2 separate regions of the Mus musculus genome follow, and region 1 is linked to region 2. Evidence: chromatin contacts called from public HiChIP or PLAC-seq data. All regions are on one chromosome and are shown on one strand. The core of a region is the stretch at or near the end of the contact, and the rest is flanking DNA. Distances in the headings are between cores, read along the strand shown.

Region 1 (3,013 bases), core at 45-2,544, 170 kb after region 2:
TTAAACAGCTTCGGAAAAGAAACTGCTAGAAGCTGGTTAAGGAGTTTCCAAATGTGTGACTGTAAATGACTATCTCTAATCATGGCTGAATAAACCAAACGCAGCAAATGAGCTGGCGGCTCACACAGAAGGCCCGAGACTGTTGGAATTGCATCTGCTGAATGGATAATGACCCATGTCAGTGCATGGGTCTTTGGAAAGTTAAAGTCCTAAGTTTGATCAATTCGTTTATATATGTACACAGACAGAGAGGCTGACAGACATGTGTGTACATGTACACACACACACACGTATATATTTAGGAAAAGAATAGAGGAAAATGTCCTCTGACATTTCATCCTGAATTGGTAGGGAAAGCACTGGGCAAGTAATTACTGGGTTTGATCATTAAGGAGTGTTATATCTAAATTCGTGGAATACTGGAGTTTAAAACTGACCTACCTGTTTGCTTTAAACAACTTTAACTATCAAGCATAAACATTATTACTTATGTTTTTCCTTTAAGAGGAAAATTTAAAAACTCCTCCTCCTGAGGAGACTGCCCTCCACTGATGGTCAGCTTGGCTGTCAAGTCCATGTGGCTAACTCTTTTTAATTCTCTAACTTCTATAACTGAGGGAGAGAAGAGCTGGCGACACTCGGTATCTAAATCATCTCTTAACGTTTTCCTTTCTGGTCAAAACACACGCGTTATCATCCCATAGTTCTGTATGATGAAGGAGGGGCAGGACACGTGCCCTTTTGTGAGGCCACCTTCATGTTTCCTCTTGGCTGGGACTGCTGTCTTCATGCAGGGAGCACCTCTCGGCTGGCTTTGAACATTCATTGGCTTTGTTATAGTTTAGAACATCAATATAAAATTCTGCTAGCAAACTTGAGACAAAAATAAGAGATGCAGAATATGACTGGTTGTTGAACTCAGGAAATGTATGCCGAATGTAGCAAGGAGTTAATCGAGGGCCAGGAACATACCCTTGCCTTTGTTTCTAGCCAAACATAGAATTTATTAGATCTTTCCCAGTAAGCTATGAGCCTATGGGTTCCAAAGACAGTGTATCACATATCATAGCATCTCTCTCTGAGAAGTAGAGCAGGAGGAGGAAATAGGAAGCCAGTTTTCATCCCTTGCCTGGCATGAGACTTGTTCCAAATCTTCTTTGTTTCCCAACATGGTTGGAAGATACAATCGAAGCCTGTTATATTGAGAAGAACTGCCTCTCTGCCCTGTCAGTGGCGCTAAGCCACCAGGGGTTCTGGGGGGCCAGGAAGGGTGATGCCCATCCTCCACACCAACTGACAGGGGATGCGAAACTTGCCCTCTCCTACAGCACAATGGTGCTCTGTCCTTCTCTAGGAGACTTTAATATAGTAACTGAATCAGGTGAAATTTGATCAGATGTGTACAGCTCCGTCTTCTCACTTTGCCACATAACAATTTATAGAGGTGTTTCTACCATGGTCCTGTTTTATTAAATGATATTTGAAGTGTTCCACTCTCAGAGAAAATGTGGTTTATATCCTTGGCATACATTTACATAATCTCGTTAAGGAGATCTGGCAGCTTAGTTAAACTATCCCAATAAAAAATATATATATCTTATCTTTGGTAGAAGAAAGGCTGTTTTCTCCAGAGGGAACAAGAGGCAGATATGGGATCTGGGCCCATTTTGAGACCTTTGGCTCTAGTTATAGTTCTGTTTTCCATGTTATGTATTTGAACTTTGTTAAAAGAGATAGATGAGGAGTAACTTATGTTTGGAGGACCCAGTCATGTAAGGAGAGGATGCTCTATCTAATGTATATTAAATGTGGATTTTAAAAGGGAATTTTTACTTGTTGCCTTAGAAAATATTTCTATTAAAAAAAAAATAAAACAAGGGTGATGAATTACCAGCAATCTCTCAGCTCCCCCGCTGGAGCCATCAAATTAAGGGTTAACCTCCCAGGATCCCCTGAATTAATCAGGAGCTGAGCCAGCGGCAGGATGGGGAGGGGGAGGGGATTGGCAGAGCTCAGCCTCCCCCAGGAGGCTCCCAGCACAACAGAGCAGCCCACTGTGGTATAGCCACTGAGAAGGCAGACCCTTTCACAAAGAAAAAAGCAAGCACCGGAAGCCTGTCTCTAGCCCCCTCACACACACACTCCCCCCCACACACACCCCACCCCACATCCCACCCCTGCACCAGCTCAGGCCTCCTGCCTATCAGGTGCCAATCCTCCGTTGTCTGGGAACCAAAAAGCACTAGGTCTGACTATTTTTCAGTACAGAGTTCATTGTAAATACATGCTTTTCTTTTTTGGAAGTCAGGCTATGCGTGCCCCTGGGTGGCCTTTTTAGGCTCCATGGGCTCATCCAGCTCTCTGTGGAGAGAAGCCTTAGCTGGGTGGACAGTAAGGCCTGCCAACCTCTGCCATACCAAGCAGCAGGGAGAGCCAGTGCCCCGGACCTCCTGAGAGACAAAGAATCTAAAGTGGTAGAGATGGGGCCTGGGAATCCGCCTTCCTTACAAGCTTTCTTTTCTCGTGGCACATACAATTTTAAGAACCACTCATTCCAGAAGCTGTTTGGGCTGGTTGGTTTAAACAAAACCCCTGCTATCGCCATCAGTTACTTCATGGTTTCTAAAGAGCTCACTCTATGAGCTCTCCCTCTGCAACCTGGCCTTTGAATCACATTGGGTATCTGTGAGAAAGAGTACCGATGCCCATGCTCACACACATCTCTGTCCCAGTGGGTTACCCTTCAGGACCCGAGCACCTCTGGTGAGAACTGAAAGACTCCCTCTTCCTTCCCTTCGTGCTGCTATCTACAGCTTGAGATACCTTATAGCAGCAGCGTTCCAGCTGTGTCTGCTTCCTGCTTCCCTTCCGTGGCTCACAGTAATCAGATAAGCATCATACAGTACGCTCCTGTGGCATCAAACTTCCTCCTTACTCACCTCCATCCAAATCTGAAAGGATGTAGAAAACTAACACTCCCCACATAGTTATAGCCCTTCCCCTTGGCAAGACT
Region 2 (3,226 bases), core at 490-2,989:
GTTGGGATAAAGATAGAAATCTATCAATGAATTTGTAAAAGCTAGGTGTTCTGGAGTAAAAGAAGGGTTTGGGGAGGGAGAGGGTTCTGAAGGCCACCAGCAAGAAACGATGGAGCTGTAGAGCAGTGTCAGAAACAAGCATTGGAATTGTATACATATACATTTATATGTATATATATTTAAAATTTACAAATTTTAAAGGCTCGTAAGAAAATAGTGAACAAAAATTTCTAAATAATTTTGAGAGAGGTGTCTCAGCAGTTAGGAGCACAGGCTGTCCTTGCAGAGGACCCAGGTTCAATTCTCATATGCACACATATGGCAGCTTACATCTATCTGTGACCCCAGTCCCTAGAATCCAACACCCTCTTCTGACTTCCTTGGGTTCCTGAACACACATGGTGCACATAAACACATGCAGGTACATACACATAAAAATAAACAGATAAATCTTATGTCTAAAGCAGAAAAAAAAAAATCACCCAAAGAAGTTTTAAAGAACCTTCAACGGGGAAGCTTTTCCAGCTGCGGCGCTTAGTCACAAAGAATGCCTCCATTCCTTGGCCTGCCCAGAGAGCCCTGCACTGTTTTGTCTTGAGTGGCATTCAGGATTTAGATGCATACATGTATTACTTGCCATATGAGATACTCGTGACACTGGATTTTTGATGTGGGAACCACTTGTTCTTGATCTCTGATGACCGAAGTGAATGAAATGCATAGCGGTGAAGGATCGCCAGTTGTCTTCAAAGAATATTATTGTCTTAGTCAGGGTTTCTATTCCTGCACACAACACCATGACAAAGAAGCAAGTTGGAGAGGAAAGGGTTTATTCAGCTTACACTTCCACGTTGCTGTCCATCACCAAAGGAAGTCAGGACTGGAACTCAAGCAGGTCAAGAAGCAGGAGCTGATGCAGAAGCCATGGAGGGATGGTACTTATGGCTTGCTTGCCCTGGCTTGCTCAACTTGCTTTCTTATAGAACCCAAGACTACCAGCCCAGAGATGGCACCACCCACCATGGGCTAGGCCCTCCCACCCTTGATCACTAATTGAGAAAATGCCTTACAGCTGGATCTCATGGAGGCACTTCCTCAAGGGAGGCTCCTTTCTCTGTGATAACTCCAGCCTGTGTCAAGTTGACACACAAAACCAGCCAGTAGAGTTCTCAAAGGATATGAGACTAAACTTAGGAAATATGACAAGTATAAGAGGGTCACTTTTCTCTTAAAATTCCAAGACCAGTTATTTGGCAGTAGTCATAAAACAGTGAGGTTGTGAGAAGACTTTGAGCCTGGAATCCCAGCTACACCAGACCTGCAGAGCAAAGCGTCTACTGCACACCAACTCACCTTCTGCTTAAGGTAGCAGAGGGATCATGAGGGATCACTGCTACCAGCCTTTGCTGTCAAAAGCCTCTCTACCTTCTCTGAGTCTATACAACTCAAGATAATCTCACAAAGAGTCTCTTGCATTCACTCATTGTCTGTATCCATTCATTCATATTTATTCTGCATATATTTGTTGGCCACTGGCCATGCATTATGCTAGCCCTGGGGGTGCCATAATATTCATAACATCCTGGCCTCTGACTACATGATCCAAAAGACTTTGGTGACAGTGATATCTTTGTTAGGATGTCCTAAGAATGAAGGGATTCATCAGTATCACAAGTCTGACTTGTGTTCTCTGTCATGGCTTCTTTAGCATAGGGATGGCAGTCTAGTGAGTGTCTCCCCTGTGGGAACTCATGGACTCTTGCCAGGTGCCCGTCTCTGTGCTGGACTGCAAAGCCATCTTTCTCCCTCCCTCATGCTACCTGTTCTGTCAGTGTAGATGACTTTAAAACAATGCCTTCTGCTTTTCTTCTTGGTTTCTTAGCATGGTGGCTGGTCTGGTAGGAGCTCCATACAAACATTTACACCAATGCCCATCCCCTCCGTTTGATTAGAAAATGAAAAGGTTTGTTTCCCAGCTACCCAGGGATGAGCTGGAGAAGCACACCAGCTTCTGGCAAGTGGTCAGAGCTCCACATCCGTGTATGGCAATTTGCCACAGACCAACCTTGAAAGGAGTCAAGGCCAAGCAGAATTGCTGAGAGGCGATTTGGGCTGTGTGATCCAAGCCTCTCTGTGTCTTACCAGCATAATCTGATTTGATTCTCAGGGCTTAATTACACCGGTAGAAACCTTATGTAGGAAATTTTCCACCTACCACATCTAATTAGATATGTCCCCCAAAACTTGAACCTTGGGTCACTGCAGTTTACCTAAGCACAGTAAAAGCTCTCTGTCTTAGCTCATTATCCGCATAGCTCCTTCCCCGGGGAGAGTGTATAGCATACCCTTTAACCTGGAAATGATGTGGCTGCCCAGAGGGAGAGAATCCACACACAGAAAAAGAACAATCTGTGGCTGGCCCTGACACTCAGAGTTTGTGTGTGCATGAAGAGGCCCCCCACGTGCCTCTTGAGAGTCTCCAATGCCCCTACCACTGCTACCCAGGCACTGCCTCTCCTTTTATCTTCACAGTATTGCTGTGTGGGAAATAGAGAAGTCTTACCAGTTTTCACAAAGAGAGGGAAATTATAGCTTGCTGACTGACCTCTGAGAGATCAGAAATGTGTGCTGAGTCCACCTCATATTCTCTACGTGTGGGACGGGATGAGTGGCGCAGTCTTGGAATAGGTAGCCTAACTGACTCCTAGCTTGCCCTCTGCCTCCCTCCCCCTACCACGCTTTCATCCCCAGCACAAAGGAAAACCAGCTTGACATAGGCACACTCATCAACTAAGTATTTATAAAGACCCTGAAAGCTGCAGAGAGGAGTATAAAGGCATTTAAGATGTGTGTTCTGTATCATTGGAAAGCTTAAACCTAAATTGTAGAAATAAGGCAGAGACATTAACATTTAAGGGGTGATACATAGTCTCCACTGATGGAGTGCTGGGTGACTCAGTGTCTCAGTAGGACAGAGGCAAGAAAGAACACGTGGCTAAACAGGGAATATAAAATGGGAGTGGACCAGACTATGACTAATGAGTAAAATGGATCTGCTGGGAGAAGGGCATCCATGTGGAGAAAACTAGGTGAGCAAATGCTAGCGACAGAAATAGGCAAAGCATTTTGATGCAAAGCAAATTGCTGAAACACAAATCAGAATTTACATAGAGATGAGGTGGAAAGTCTTTTCAAACTGGTAGACTGGGAACTCTTAAACACCAAC

Evidence for each region. HiChIP or PLAC-seq counts read pairs in DNA pulled down with a chosen protein or histone mark.
Region 1: a contact with region 2 is called in an H3K27ac HiChIP or PLAC-seq map of oligodendrocyte precursor cells, with 6 times the contacts expected there. The contact joins two enhancer-like sites. A contact is called at or near these places in 1 of 39 promoter capture datasets (liver), 1 of 484 Hi-C or Micro-C datasets (stem cell-derived motor neurons), 1 of 115 datasets of contacts at active chromatin or transcription factors (oligodendrocyte precursor cells) and 1 of 9 other capture datasets (embryonic stem cells).

Annotation. Positions count from the first base shown.
Region 1 is chr12:54,032,802-54,035,814 of GRCm38.p6, forward strand. All of the region lies in intron 7 of Npas3 (neuronal PAS domain protein 3), which reads left to right. Among named protein-coding and RNA genes, the nearest start is that of Gm35818, 110 kb to the right of the region's middle. Within about 2 kb of position 1,295, at least 36 of the 459 cell types and tissues checked have an H3K27ac peak or open chromatin away from gene starts, as enhancers often do. A contact at or near this core is called in oligodendrocyte precursor cells, where this site is marked.
Region 2 is chr12:53,862,887-53,866,112 of GRCm38.p6, forward strand. The region is part of intron 5 of Npas3 (neuronal PAS domain protein 3); the gene reads left to right. It overlaps Gm35614 (a long non-coding RNA gene), which reads left to right. Exons shown (of 2, transcript XR_381599.3): 2 at 1-3,226. Among named protein-coding and RNA genes, the nearest start is that of Gm35614, 33 kb to the left of the region's middle. Within about 2 kb of position 1,740, at least 18 of the 459 cell types and tissues checked have an H3K27ac peak or open chromatin away from gene starts, as enhancers often do. A contact at or near this core is called in oligodendrocyte precursor cells, where this site is marked.